2 separate regions of the Sus scrofa genome follow, and region 2 is linked to region 1. The links are chromatin contacts, called in public HiChIP or PLAC-seq maps. All regions are on one chromosome and are shown on one strand. Each heading gives the region's core, a stretch centred on a gene start, on an enhancer-like site or on the middle of the called end of the contact. The rest is flanking DNA. Distances are from core to core; before and after follow the strand shown. Region 1 overlaps SLC44A2 (choline transporter-like protein 2). Region 2 overlaps DNM2 (dynamin-2).

Evidence for each region. HiChIP or PLAC-seq counts read pairs in DNA pulled down with a chosen protein or histone mark.
Region 2: an H3K27ac HiChIP or PLAC-seq map of alveolar macrophages shows a contact between it and region 1. The contact joins two enhancer-like sites. A contact is called at or near these places in 1 of 47 Hi-C or Micro-C datasets (alveolar macrophages) and 1 of 2 datasets of contacts at active chromatin or transcription factors (alveolar macrophages).

The regions. Positions count from the first base shown.
Region 1 is chr2:69,396,295-69,403,375 of Sscrofa11.1, reverse strand. It overlaps SLC44A2 (choline transporter-like protein 2), which reads right to left. Exons shown (of 22, transcript XM_021083792.1): 21 at 6,489-6,573; 22 at 4,295-5,603. The coding sequence ends at 5,497. Among named protein-coding and RNA genes, the nearest start is that of ILF3, 14 kb to the left of the region's middle. Within about 2 kb of position 3,930, at least 20 of the 83 cell types and tissues checked have an H3K27ac peak or open chromatin away from gene starts, as enhancers often do. A contact at or near this core is called in alveolar macrophages, where this site is marked.
Region 2 is chr2:69,537,108-69,544,188 of Sscrofa11.1, reverse strand. DNM2 (dynamin-2) reads right to left here. Exons shown (of 20, transcript XM_021083818.1): 8 at 5,700-5,835; 9 at 3,961-4,028; 10 at 3,215-3,353; 11 at 844-930. Among named protein-coding and RNA genes, the nearest start is that of MIR199A-2, 17 kb to the left of the region's middle. Within about 2 kb of position 3,673, at least 12 of the 83 cell types and tissues checked have an H3K27ac peak or open chromatin away from gene starts, as enhancers often do. A contact at or near this core is called in alveolar macrophages, where this site is marked.

The DNA.
Region 1 (7,081 bases), core at 2,681-5,180:
TTTCCCCCATTTTATTGTTTCTCTGCACCCTATGTCAGGGATTTGTGTGCTTTTGCACAATCACCTGTACCTGCAACTCCTTCAGAGACTTGCTCCCTGTGTAAGCAGCTTTTGGCAGGAAAGTGCTTTCTGCAGGAGACACCCTTTTATCTTGTAACTAACCTTAAACCCCAGCACCCCCATGTTCTACTCCTCTCCAGCACTAGCACATCTTTCAGATCTTTTGATTTGCCTAATCTGTTAGTTCTCTCCATAGATCAAAGAAGTAGATACAAAGAATAAATAATTAACAGAGAAACAGATCTCTTCCCTAGCTTCCCCTTCAGTAATGTCATGAACAAACTGTGTGAACAAGATAGCATCTAGGAGTTCTCTTGTGCTCCAGAAGATCTAGTGTTGTCACTGCAGTGGCCTGGGTCTCTGCTATGGCTGGGGTTCGATCCCTGGTCAAGTAAGCTTCTTATGCTGAGGGTGGTGTGTGGGAGGCGGGGAAGGGAGCATCTAAAGGAAGGAAGATCACTTGCAGTCTGGAGTTCCTTCCCTGATGCCTCAGTGGGTTAAGGATCCTGAATTGTCACTGCTGTGGCATGGGTGGGTTCAATCTCTGGCCCAGGAACTTCCGAATGCTTGGGGTGAGACCAAAATAAATAAATAAATAAATAAAGATTATAGTTATGCTGCGAGCCACACAGGAAGTCCAAAAATAAATAAATAAAGATTATAGGTGTTCCCATCATGGCACAGTGGAAACAAATCCAACTAGGAACCATGAGGTTGCAGTTTTGATCCTTGGCCTCACTTACTGGGTTGAGGATCTGGTGTTCCTGTGAGCTGTAGTGTAGGCCTGGCAGCTACAGCTCCGATTGGACCCCTAACCTGGGAACCTCCATATGTGACGGGTGTGGCCCTGAAAAGACAAAAGACAAAAAAATTTTAAACAAATAAGTAAAGATTATAAGGAGTGCACAAGCCTGCACACAGCAAGGTATGGCAACAACTCTAAGCTCCTATCTCAATGATTAACTGAGATTACTTCCCTCTTTCCCTTTAAAAATTTTCATGGCTGAGCAGAATCTTCAGAGATAGTTTTGGAGGGCATTGAGTCCACCATCTCCCCAGATCGCTGGCATTCTTTTTTATTTTTTAATTTAAAAATTTGGGGTTTTTTTGGAGTTCCCGTTGTGGCTCAGTGGTTAACGAACCCGACTAGCATCCTTGAGAATGTGGGTTCAGTGCCTGGCCTTGCTCAGTGAATTAAGGATCTGACGTTGCCGTGAGCTATGGTGTAGGTCGAAGATATGGCTCAGATCCCACATTGCTGTGGCTCTGGTGTAGGCTGGTGGCTACAGCTCCGACTTGACCTCTAGCCTGGGAACCTCCATATGCTGCTAGTGTGGCCCTGAAAAGAAAAAAGACAAAAAAAATTATTTTTTTTAGGGGCACACCTGCCTCATGTAGAAGTTCCCCGGCTGGGGGTTAAATCGGAGCTGCAGGTGCCAGCCTACACCACAGCCACAGCAACACCAGATCCAAACCTCATCTGAAATATATGAACTAGAGCAGTAGCTTCCTCATTGGTCTCCTTGATTCTACTTTTGCTAACAATTTGCATTTTTCCCGGACCAGATGCTGTGCTCAGCCTTTTACACTCATTCAGCTGTTCTGTGCCTGTATACATGAGCACTTGCTGTGCACCAGGCACTCTGCCCTGCCCTGGGATGAGGTACTAAAGAAGAGCCAAGGAGTTTCTGTCATGGATCAGTGGAAACAAATCTGACTAGTATCCATGAAAATGCAGGTTCAATCCCTGGCCTCACTCAGTGGGTTAAGGATCCAGTGTTGCTGTGAGCTGTGGTGTAGGTTGCAGATGTGGCTCAGATCTGGCAGTTGCTGTGGCTGTGGTGTAGGCCAGCAGCTGTAGCGCCAATTAGACCCCTAGCCTGCGAACCTCCATATGCCTCAGGTGCGGCGACCCTAAAAAGACAGAGAAGAGGCAGGAACTGGAGTTCCCATTGTGGCTTGGGGAGTGAAGAACCCAACATAGTGTCCTTGAGGATGCGGGCCTCCCTCAGTGGGTTAAAGATCTGGCGTTGCCTCAAGCTGAAATATAGCCTGTAGATGCAGCTAGGATCTGGCATTGCTGTGGCTGTGGTGTAAGTCACAGACTCAGCCCCAACTCGACCCCTAGCCTGGGAACCTCCTTATGCTGCAGGTGCGGCCATAAAAAGAAAAAAGAAAAAAAAAAGAGACAAGATCTGACTTTCTTGGTTCGAAGGCTGACAAGTAGCCAATGAAAACACAAAGAGAAGGCCCCTGTGGCACAGCAGGTTAAGAAGGCCCCTGTGGCACAGCAGGTTAAGGATCAGGTGTTACTGCCTTGGATCTCTGGCCAAAAGACTTCCACATGCTGTAGGCATGGCCAGAATAATAATGATAAATAATAATTGCAGATTGTGACAAGTGCCATGAAGAAAATAAACAGAGTGATGTGGTCATCACCAAGAGTGGCCAACTTCAGACGAGTGGGAAGTCTTCCTGGAGGTGACCCTTGAGCTAAAAGCAGGAGTATTTCAGGCACAAGCCCTGGGGCCAGGGTGGCTGGAAGAGCCGGCAAGGGGGTGTTAATGGGTCAGGGCCTTGTGGGCTGCCTTGAAGACTTTGGGTTTCACTGGGGGTTCTTGAGCAGAGACGATTATGAATTCAGGTGTTTGCAGGTGCCCTTCTGTGCCTGCTCGGGGTGGGTCAGGGAGGGAACAGCGAAGGACAGGGTGGGGGGTGGGGGGTGATGAGTGATGAGAGCTGGAAACTGAAGATACGGGGAGAAGTGGGAGGGTTTAGGACCTATTTTGGAGGCAGGGTTAACAGGAACTGAGGGTAAGGAAGGAACCAACTCAAAAGATGGGGTTTGGCGTTCCCCGGTGGATCAGGCTATGGCTCAGCTTGAAAATTGGGAACTTCTGCATGCCTTTAGATGCAGAAGGAAAAAAAAAAATGAGGTGAACAAGCAAACTCAGAGAATGGCTGTACAAGATATAGGGTGAGGTCTTTGGGGTCAAGACCTGAACTTCTCAGCCCCTTGTCTACTGGGCAACCTTCAGACACTTCGCCCAACTTCCCTACCTTAACTAATGAATGGGGAGAGTATACATGCAGATAAAAAGTACTCCAGGGGTTCCCGCTGTGGCACAACAGAATCCATGGTGCCTCTGCAGCTCTAGGATGAAGGTTTCAATTCCAGCCTAGCACAGTGGGTAAAGGATCCAGTGTTGCCACAGCTACAACATAGGTTGCAATCTGATCCCTGGCCCAGGAACTCCATATGCCTCGGGGTGGCTTAAAAAGAAAAAAAAAAAAAAAAAGTACTCCAAAAACTTTTAAGAAAAAATTCCAGGCAGAGCTTCTGTGCTTGCCTGCTTGTATCTCTCACAAGCGTCCTAATAAACCTATTTTTGCCTACCAATCACTTTGTCTCTCGCTGAATTCCTTCTGCACAGAGACACAAAGAACCTGAACCTCAGTGAATCCAGACACAGGGAAATTCTGTGAGAAGTAGCAGCTGCAGCTGCAAGACATGAAATTCCACCCTGGAAAATAAAATGAGTGCATTGCTGAGTCCAGAGTGAACATCAGAAACTTAGACACCTAAGCAGAATGCCCTGTATTCACACATGTATGATCATTGTGGCTTAACCATGAGCTCTCTACCTGCCTCCTGTTCTTTATGTAGCTGCCAAAAAGGGATGTGGATAATGATCACAATTTGCTGTATCCTCAGGTTATCTTTATAAACAAATATGCAAATATAAACCATCATTATGAGATTAAAAAAAAAAAAAAAATTCCAGGGACATTCCAGGATGTACAGGGTGAGAAAGGCAGTTAACACAGTGGGGCCATGAGACAAGTGATAGACAGCTGGCACCAGGGGGCAGTGGCGAGCCTCCAGGCAGCAGGGCGGGGCAGCTCTGCAGGTCCCAAGCCACTAGATTAGACTGTGATTGATGCCCAGGTGCCTGGCCCAGGCTGGAGACAAAGGGGGCCTGGGGCACGTGTCTAGGCTGTGTGCTGAGGCAGTGGGCAGGTCAGTGCTGCCCTCTGGAGTCTAGGCATCAGGAGAAACCTCAGCTGCCTGCATGGTGGAATACGGATAGAGACAGGCCAACAGACAGAGGGCTTCCTGCTCTCCCTCCTTCCCCTGGGGAAAGTTGCTAGGGTTCAGAGGATCCCGGGGCTTTTGAAGCTGGGGTTCCTCCTACCAGCCTCCCACTCCCCCGACAAACACTCCAGGCCCAGGCTCTGTACAATAGGCACTTTATTAGTGGTTGGAATGCAGTTACATGTAGGGCTGTGAGGACAGCACAGGGAAGGGGGTGGCAGGCACAGGAGAAAGAAACCCTAGGCTGGGGTTTCTCCCTCTCTGGGATCCCGGATCCAGGGCCTTGGGAGATGGCGAAGGGGGAACCAGGACACCAGTTCCCCTGAGTTCAACAAATTTGGCAAAAGGATCCTCAAGGTGAGGTGACTGGGCAGAAGGGCCCCCCCCCCATTTGCCCAGGGCATCTGGCCCTATTCCCACCCCCCTTTCATCTGAAATTGTCCCTTGGGTGGATTCAGTTCTTTTCTCTCTCACAAAGAGAGCTGTGTCAATAACTGGCAGAGAAAGGAGAGAAATTCGGCCCAACCCCACCAGCCAGCCTGCCAGGCAGCCGGTTTCCATTAAGCTGCTGCTAGCCACCTCCTCCCTCCTGCCCCACACCAGCCTGCTCCCAGGCAACCTCCCCTGACAGCTTCCCTCCCCCTTCTCCCATCAACACAGCCTACTACTGTCTCCCCTGCCAGGAAACACCCCAACCTGGGTGCGCACACTCCCACCCCAGCCACACCCAAGGAGTGGACACGAGAAAGCAGAAAAGCATTCCTTAGCAGACCCATCTCAGTCGTGAAGACGGACAGAAAAAAAGCTAACAGATCCTTTAATGCACATCCAGGTTAAAAAAATATTAACGAAGAAATGCCTGGAGTGGCCGGTGGCCAGTTGTTCAGCCCTGGAGAAGGGTCCTGGCATTCTGGCCGGAGCAGACACAAAGTGAATGGTGGTAGCCTTGCTGTGGTCACCGCTTCTGCATACACAGATGCTGTCCTGTCCTAAAAGGGGGACAGGCGATGGAGGACAGCCCACAGAGGCCGGGTTCTCTCGCCTGCCAGCCATCAAGAAGCCTCGCTGCGCTTCTCATCCGGGCCAGGGGAGGCTGGAAAGACTCACTGTGCAGTCTTGGGGGGCTGCCCTGTGAAAACAGACTGGCCCTTGGTATAGGGATGGGATGCCCCCAATCCTCCAGCTTCCCAGAAATGGGTGGTGACTGGATGATGCGGGGCTGGAAGAGGGTGGCAGTGATAGGACTTCAGGTCAGCCCGATGGGCTAGGGATTCTGACCCACAGCTGCCGAGCACCCACTGTGAGACTTTCAGGGAGGTGGGGGGGCAGGGGCCGGGCCTTTAGGACTCAGCCGGCTTCCTGTTGGTCTTGTTCAAAAGCCTCTTGAGGGTGGGAGACATGAAGTAAGGCCTCTCCATCGAGCCATCGTTCCTCTCCAGGTCCTCCACTGCGGAGAGAGGCCCCAGAGCAGGTGGTATGAGGGAAGCCCAAGGGCAGGGGCCTTGTGGGGGGGAGACAGGGAGGGGACAGGGCAGGCAGGCAGGGGCCACAGAGAAGCCTTAGAGGGTTAGGAAGCAAGACACACTGGGACTGGAGGGGATGGACTGTAGTGGGATGGGAACAAGACACACACACACACACACACACACACACACACACACACACACACACACACACACACACGCTCCCCACTCCCAGGCCCAAAGCCCCGCATGCACCCCCAGTCTACAGGGAGGAAACGAGGAGGCCTGCCTGGCTCCCAAGCCAGCCTCCAGCTCTACTCCTCAACTTCGGCCCGCTTCCCCTCCTCCGCACTCCCCTTCAACAGGATGTCTCTCAGCTCGGGCGACATGAAGTAGGGTCGCTCCTGAGAGCCGTCATTCCTTTCCAGGTCCTCACCTGGGCTCCCCCCAGGAACCAGCAGGCGGGAAATGGGAGAGTCAGGAAGGGTGGGGGAAAGGAGGCAGGGAAGAACAGGGAAGCCAGCAGGCATGAGGAGAGGAAGAGAAAAGAGAGAAAACAAACACAAACAGACAGATGGAGAGACCAGAGTTAGTGGCAGCCACAGATCCCCCCGCCCCCCCCCCAACAAAGCCAGAAACTCCAAAGCTGAGGGCCCAGGGGCAGAGCGTCCCAGCTGCAGCCTGAACCAGGGGACAACAGAATGGAGCAGCTCTGAAACTCTGAGTGCAGGAGGGAGCCGAGGGGGTGCTGAGCCGGGGCCCCGGGGTGGGGGGTGCTGGGCAGGCAAATGTGCAGCCCCAGGGGAGGGAGATGGTCTGCCCAGAGTGGGGGAGGGAGTCGGGGTCCCGCCAAGTGAGGGGTCACTCACAGAAGCAGAGGAACAGCGTGTCCACACACATGCCGTAGACGCTGAAGAAGCCATGGGCAATCAGGTAGGAGCCAACGATTACCGTCTGGGCAAAGACAGATGAGCCATTTCCACTCCAGCTCTTACCTAGGGCAACCCACACCCACCACCACATCTCTCCCAGGCTGGGGTCATGCCATTTCCCTGCTGATGAGTCTCTGCTCTGAGGCCTCTGTACAATTCAACGCACATCCAGGGCAAGACAGGTTACTACCCACATCCCTACTAGACTGTCTGACTCACTCACTTATCACTATATTCCCAGCAATCTGGAGACTCGCAGGGCCGTGGGAGATACCTGATAAACACTGAGCAACTGAAGCGAGTGGACTTTAGAGATTAAATTAACTTGCCCAAAGTCACTCATCTTCAAACTAGCAAGGAGAGGAGGAAGATAAAGATCTAGGACACTGGGCCCCAAGGCCTGCCCTGATACTGCACGGCTCTTAGGGTGATGACATAACTCTGCCAAGGCCCTTATCGCCACCCCTCTCCACGTCACTCCCTCACACCAGCCAGAGTGATTGGCTCATTGTTCCTGGAATAGTCCTGCC
Region 2 (7,081 bases), core at 2,424-4,923, 140 kb before region 1:
TGGGCCAAGCAGGTGACAGGGGAGACTCTTGCTGTGGCTGAGTTGGGGCATCCCTCTCTCTACCTTTATGCATATTTGACTGGTCTTCACAAGACCATGTTAAAACACAAAAAGCACCTCCAACGTGTTCAGCGGGTGAATGGATAAGCAGGCTGTGGTCCATGCTTACCATGAAACACTACCCAACAGTCAAAAGAGACACTTTGGAGCTCCCATTGTGGCTCAGGGGTAACAAACCCAACTAGTATCCATGAGGATGCGAGTTCGATCCCTGGCCTCGCTCAGTGGGTTAACGATCCAGTATTGCCATGAGCTGTGGTGTAGGTCGCAGACGCAGCTCAGATCTGGCGTTGCTGTGGCTGTGACTATAGCCGGCAGCTGTCGCTCTGATTTGACCCCTGGCTTGGGAACTTCCATATTCTGTGGGTACAGCCCTTAAAAGACAAAAAAAAAAAAAAAAAAAAAAAAAAAAAAAAAAAAAAAAGAGAGAGAAACAGAGAGACATACTTTGGGGACACCTCAAACATCAGAGAATGCATGAGGCCAAGTGAAGGGAGACAGAATCAAGAGGCTTCCACAGCCAAGAGTCTGTTCACAGAACACTCTGGAAATGGCAAAACTATAGGAACAGGGAACAGCCCAGTGGTCTCCAGGGCCTGGGGTCCAGGAAGGCTTGATGACAAAGGGGCACAAAGATGAGAGTTTGGAGGGGTAACAGAACTGCTTCGTATGTTGAGAGAGGTGGGGGTTACCCTGCTGTATGCGTTTGTCAAAACTCACAGAACTGCACAGCCAACATTTCCTGTATATGAATTGTACCTGAAGAAGACAAAAGGCCAGTACCTGGTCCTTGGTTCTCCCCTCCCGTTCCCGGATGTAAGTGGTGACGATTCGTTCCGTCTCCTCTCGCAGCCGGGGGTAGGAGCTGAGCTGGGGGGAAATCAGAGTGGCGGCATTGGCTGGGAGGCAACATGAGCCAAAGGGAAAAACATAGGGGTGGGGTGACAGGGGGTGGGCCCACCGAGTCCCCACCTGGCTCCTGTCTCACAGGCGCTCTGGCTGGGAGACCAGGAGGGGAAGGTGGGGGGACGGCGGGCTGGAGAGATGGAGAGGGTGCCCACGCACAAGCAGAAGTGCTTTTCGAGAATGCAATTCGAGGTGGAAAACGGCAGAGACAGCGGGTGATGGCTACCCCCCTCCTACGCAGCAGCTGGGTGAGAGCCAGGACAGTTTAATGAAAGCCGCTGGGCTACCAGGGCGGGGAGGGCGCAGGGCCCCTTCTAGGATGGAGGCAGCATCTGGGCCATCTACCTCAGAGGGACCCCCTTGAAGAAAATTCCCCATCACCTCACTTTGGGCTTCATTCCTCCAGACACCCTGGGGGCTCCCAGCCTGTGCAGTGGTAACCAAACCCAACACACAGAAGCCCACCTTCCACGGTTTGGGGAGAGGCCACGAATCAGGGAAAATTGAGCCAATGGTCAAAATCACCTGTGGGAAAACCTCTTAAAGGCCCCATGATGTAAGAACACACAGGTCTAAAAAAAAAAGAACACACAGGTCTTCGTGCTGGCAACGTGTTTCACCACACTGGTGACAGTTTGGAAACCCACTTTTCCAGGGATGGGCACGGGCCCTCACCCCTGTTGCTTGCTTAGTAAATGCATCTGGCCACAAAGGCTTTCTACCTCCATCCGAGGCCCAACCTGCAAAAGTGGAACCCATGCGCCATGGGACATGCCCTCCACACCATTACTGCCGAGGCAAAGCTGAGGTCACCAAGTACCACTGGCCCACGGAAGGGGGTTCCTGCCGAGGCAGAGTTTCCCAGATGCTCGGGGTTAAGACTAACAATGGGAAGAAGAAGGTGGGGGATGAGTACACAGGTGATAATAATGAAATCTTTGGTTACCTTCTCGGCACACTTTTTAATGACCGTGGCCAGTTCTGAAACCACGAGATCAACACACTTCAAACTTGGCTCTTTGAGTTTTACAATCTGTTTTTTCACAATGGCTTCAAAGGCCATGTCGGGGGTGAAGAGCCCCGTCCTGGGTCATGCGGAGGGCGGGATGAGGCAGAGAGACACCCAGGGGCAGTGCAGGCCACACACGCGGGACAGGAGACAGAGAGAGAAGAAACGAGAGTCAGCTGGTTAGTGACATGCACGGAGGAGCCTGTGCCCGCATTTGCCCCGGAAGCTGCTTTGGATCAAGAGGCGTCCTGGGTCTGAGGGGTGGGCATGGTCTGGGCTTTAATTACACAAGTGCCATGGGTCAGAGTGGGCATACCGAACAGGTATGGATATAGGGAGGCCTTGAATTTTCTTATATGTGACGATAATGTCCAAACCATCTGGGTTTCTTTCCCCTCCCTCTTCCAATCGAAGAAGCTTAAGAAGCAAATGTGGGCTTTTCCAGACTGAGTACAGAAGGATCAAAGCAGAAATTCTGGCCTTGGAAGGCTGACCCAGAGCTCTACGGCCATGGTGGATGTGCAAGCATAGACCGCCCGCTGGGAAGCACTTCAGCTGCTCGGCCAAAGCGTGCTGCCCTGGGAGCCAGGCCCGCGGGGAAGCTGGTATGTCCTGCCATGTGGAGGCAGTGGCCTGTGAACACTGGCACACAGGTGACTGTGACCTAGGGGAATCAGAGGACGGGCTGCCTAGGGGGACAACCCTGCCCCTGGGGCGGTGCTGGGGAGCTGGCAGAGGCCATTAGGGGCCAAGCCAGACAGAGCACTCATTATGCTGTTGGCATTCGGGCTTTCTCGGCGCCTCGGGGACAGAGAAGTGGCTGACTGGGGAGTGCTTAAAGCACCACACCTTTGTCAAGAAGGGGTGATGGGCAGGGAGGTGTAGGGAGCTTGGCCTCCAGGAGGTGACACAAGGTCCCTCTCTGCTACCCAGAAGACAGCAAAGCGACAGCGCGACGAAACCCCCATCCAATACATGCTAAGCTTGGTATCAAGGTCCCAGGGCGCCCTGCCCACCAGTCTGGAATCTGGAGGTCTGGCACCCCCGGTTGCACCCAGGCCGAAACGCGCCCGCCCCAGCCTCTGGGAAGAGGCCACGTTCTTGGACACCGAGGCAATCTGGGAAGGAGAGGTGAGGGGACCAGCAGGGCAAAGGCCAAGCAGCACTGGGAGCCTGATACCAAACCCCCGTAGCCCCGTTTCCACAAGGCCAGGAGTCACCCTGCCGAGGGTCCAATACCTTACTGGTACACTGCCTAACTGTATTGATTAGCTCCTGGATAACCAGGTCGACACATTTCAGACAGGGCTCTTTCAGCTTGACGACCTGCTTTTTCACAATGGCCTCGAATGCCAAGTCCGGGGTGAAGAGCCCGGTCCTAAAACCATCCGTACCCGGGGGCAGGGGAGATAAGTCAGAGAGAAACAAAGCACGGTCAGCAATTTCACAGGCACAGGCCGGTTCCCGAGAAAGCCAAGGTCACAGCAAGTCTGGGGGGGTCAGACGCTTGCATCCACTACCTGGAACCCCCCGGGGTGATCTGAGGACCCCTTGGCAACAAGAGACTGGAGGCCGGGAGCCATGATTTTTGCCGGAACAGGGTGGGGACCCAGGAGGCTCATGGGGCACCGGTGGGTTCCTGTAATAGTGACTCAGCTCCCTTCCATTCCCCGCCCCCCAGGGCAAATCTGCAGTGAGTTTTCTTACTTCCTGACCACAGTGACTGGGAGGTTTAACCAATGTTTAACCCAAGAGCAGTGGACAGCCCAAGGGGATACAAGAGATCCACACAGAACTACTCACATACACACTTGAGTGAACTTGGAGACCAGAGGGAGAGACTGACAGCTACTGCAAATCACTCTGGAGCCCTTTCCAGGTCTCACAATCAATCGGGGCACCCAGAGGTTTGGGGGGGCACTGACTGGCTGCAGGGTGGCACCATGGAAATGATGGGAACATGGTGACTCATGAATGGAACTTGCCTGACTCCATGGATGTTCTTAATGGCATAGCTGATCTCCCGTCTTAAGTCCTTCTCATCAAACTCCATCTGAGAACAGACAAACCAAACACATGCAAGGAGCTACCTAGGCACCCCCGACAATAGGTCTCTAGTGGGGGGAGTGTGATCTCCTGTGTCCTGTTTGCATTCACCTGGCAGAATATTTAACTGGTCAAAAATTTTTAAAAATATTAAAACTCAGTTTCAACAAAGATGTTCTGAAACAAACACTCTTGCTCTCTTGGAAGGAAAATCAATTCATATCAACTTTCTTCTGGGCTACTACTCAGCAATATAAATCGAGAACATCTAAAAAACATACCTGTGAGTTCCTGTCGTGGTGCAGTGGTTAACGAATCTGACTAGGAACCATGAGGTTGTGGGTTCAGTCCCTGCCCTTGCTCAGTGGGTTAACGATCCGGCGTTGCCGTGAGCTGTGGTGTAGGTTGCAGACACGGCTCGGATCCCATGTTGCTGTGGCTCTGGTGTAGGCTGGCAGCTACAGCTCCGATTAGACCCCTAGCCTGGGAACCTCCATATGCCGAGGGAGCGGCCCAAGAAATGGCAAAAAGACAAAAAAAATAAAATAAAATAAAAAATAAATAAAAAATAAAAAACATGTTGCAACAGAAGAAAGGCTGGGGGAAAAATGTAATTGTAATGTATACATGTAAGGATAACCTGACCCCCTTGCTGTACAGTGGGAAAATAAAATAAATAAATAAATAAAAAATAAAAAAATAAAAAACATACCTGAACTGTCACCTGGTAGTTTTAAGTGATCTAAAATTTATCTTGAGGAATTAATCAAGAATTAGCTACATTCCTGTAGCTAAAACCATCCATAAACGCTAAAATGTTCAAACAACCTAAATGCCCAACAATGGAAGACTGGTTAAATGCACAATGGGATATCCATAAAATAAGACAGTGTTTTGCCACTGACAACACATGAAATGCATATACTACAAATCAAAGAAAAAAAGTGTCCAAAGACACATAATTTGTTTTTTAAAAAATATATATGCACACATTAATATGGATGACTTTATGTGCTATGTTTGTGGATACAGGGAGGTTTTTTGCCTGCATTTGCACAGAAATAATTCTCAAAGGACACATTCAGGTGCTGCTAAGAGGCACTGCCTGTGGCTACTAGGATTACGGAGGTTTTTCTCCTTTTAGCTTTTTTTCTCCTATTGAAAAGAACTTTACTGATTTTTACAAAAGTGTTATCTGGTCAATGGAAAAAGTGTAAAACTTCTGGCAGTTTAAAAAATTCTCCCATCCCAGCCCCCAGAGCTGACATTGTTGTGAATATCCCTGCAGCTCTGTCATCTAGACACATGCGTACGACTTCATACAAAGGATGTTATAAATATCTGTATATTCTGTTGCACATGCTGGCCCCATAATCTGCTTTTTCCCCTTCAACTATATGCAGGGGACATTTTCTATGTATTTTGCAAAGAAGATGTACTGGTTTCTGTTAGAGGGAAAGAAGAACTTTGCATATAGCTCTGCTGGGAATCTCTAACCTGCTGGCTCAGGTAAGGAGGCCTGGGCGGATGGGATGGATACCTTCCCCAGGCTGCCCTCTGCCCTCAGCAGGCTCAGGCCTGGAGGCAGGAACTTGAGACCTGCGAGGAAGCCAGGCTCAAGGCCCTAGCAGGAAGGTGCCTGACCAGAGATGAGCGGGCTGGGCCCTGGCAGCACTACCTTCACCAGCTCAAAGGGAAACCGCTCATGGAAGATGCGATTGATTCGGGCGCCCCCGGAGAGCTCTAGCGTGTCCACTTGGTCTCCAGAACCCTCGATCCTCTTCTCAAAGTCCACCCCAAATTGCTGGACCATCCTATGAGGAAAAGGAAAACCCAAACATCAAGGTGGAGCTCCGGAATGATGTCCAGAGTCAAGCCACAACTTATTTTCCTCTTTTTCTTTTCCCTCCCTCCCTTCCTTTCTTCTTGCCACAATCTTGGCATGTGGAAGTTCCCTGGCCAGGAATTGAACCCATGCCACAGTTGCAGCCTGTGCCATCACAGCTGCAATGCCAGATCCTTAACCTGCTGCGCCATATAGGAACTTTCTAGTTTCCTTTTTTCATTAAAAAAACTTTTTTTCAGAGTTCAGCGGTAATGAATGCAACTAGTATCCATGAGGACTTGGGTTCGATCCCTGGGGACTCGTTCAGTGGGTTAAGGATCCTGTGCTGCTATGAGCTATGGTGTAGGTTGCAGACGAGGCTCGGATCCCAAGTTGCTGTGGCTGTGGTGTGGGCTGTAGTTCTGATTCAACCCCTAGCCTGGAAACTTCCATATGCCGCAGATGTGGCCCTTAAAAAAAAAAAGACAAGACCAAAAAAATTTTTCTTTTTACAGCCACATTTTCAGCATATGGATGTTGCAAGATAGAACTGGGGTAGAGTCTGAAGCCACTGCTGTCATTCTCTTGTAAGACAAGAGCCTGAAGATGGGCACCCGAGTGCAGAGCAAAGGGGGGAAGTTTTCACAGCCAACCCTTTGTACCCATGAAGGCAGTCACTTTTATTATTATTATTTTTTGGCTGTGACCTCAGCATGTGGCAGTTCCTGGATCAGGGACTGAACCCGTGCCATAGCAGCAACACAAGCCGCTGCTGGACAAGGCCAGATCCTTACCCCCCCCACCCACGCCCCCCCCATGCCACACCAGAGAACTCCAGAGCAGTCATTTTTATAATAAAGGTCAAAGAAGAGGTCATGTAACAAGATGTTCAAAGGGTCACCCGTTGAGGGAGGAGGAAGAATCAAGGGGCCCCACTGGCCACTGGCCTGTGTGGCCTGCAGCCTGAAGGAGGATCTGGGACCACAGCTAAGACGCTAAAAAAGGAATACCAGCCCTCACTGAGGAGCTGCCAATGAGAGCAGGGCACTACCACTGTGTGATGTCAAAACCACCCGGGCAGGGCGATGGGGCACTGGTGAAAGATGACACAAGGTGGTAAGCCCTGGCAGGTGGCACTGCTCATGGAGGGTATCTCCTGCCAAGGGCTGCATTTTCACAAGGGTCCCTAATGGCCGCATGATATCAGAGCAGCTGCCATCATGCGAGGGGTGAGG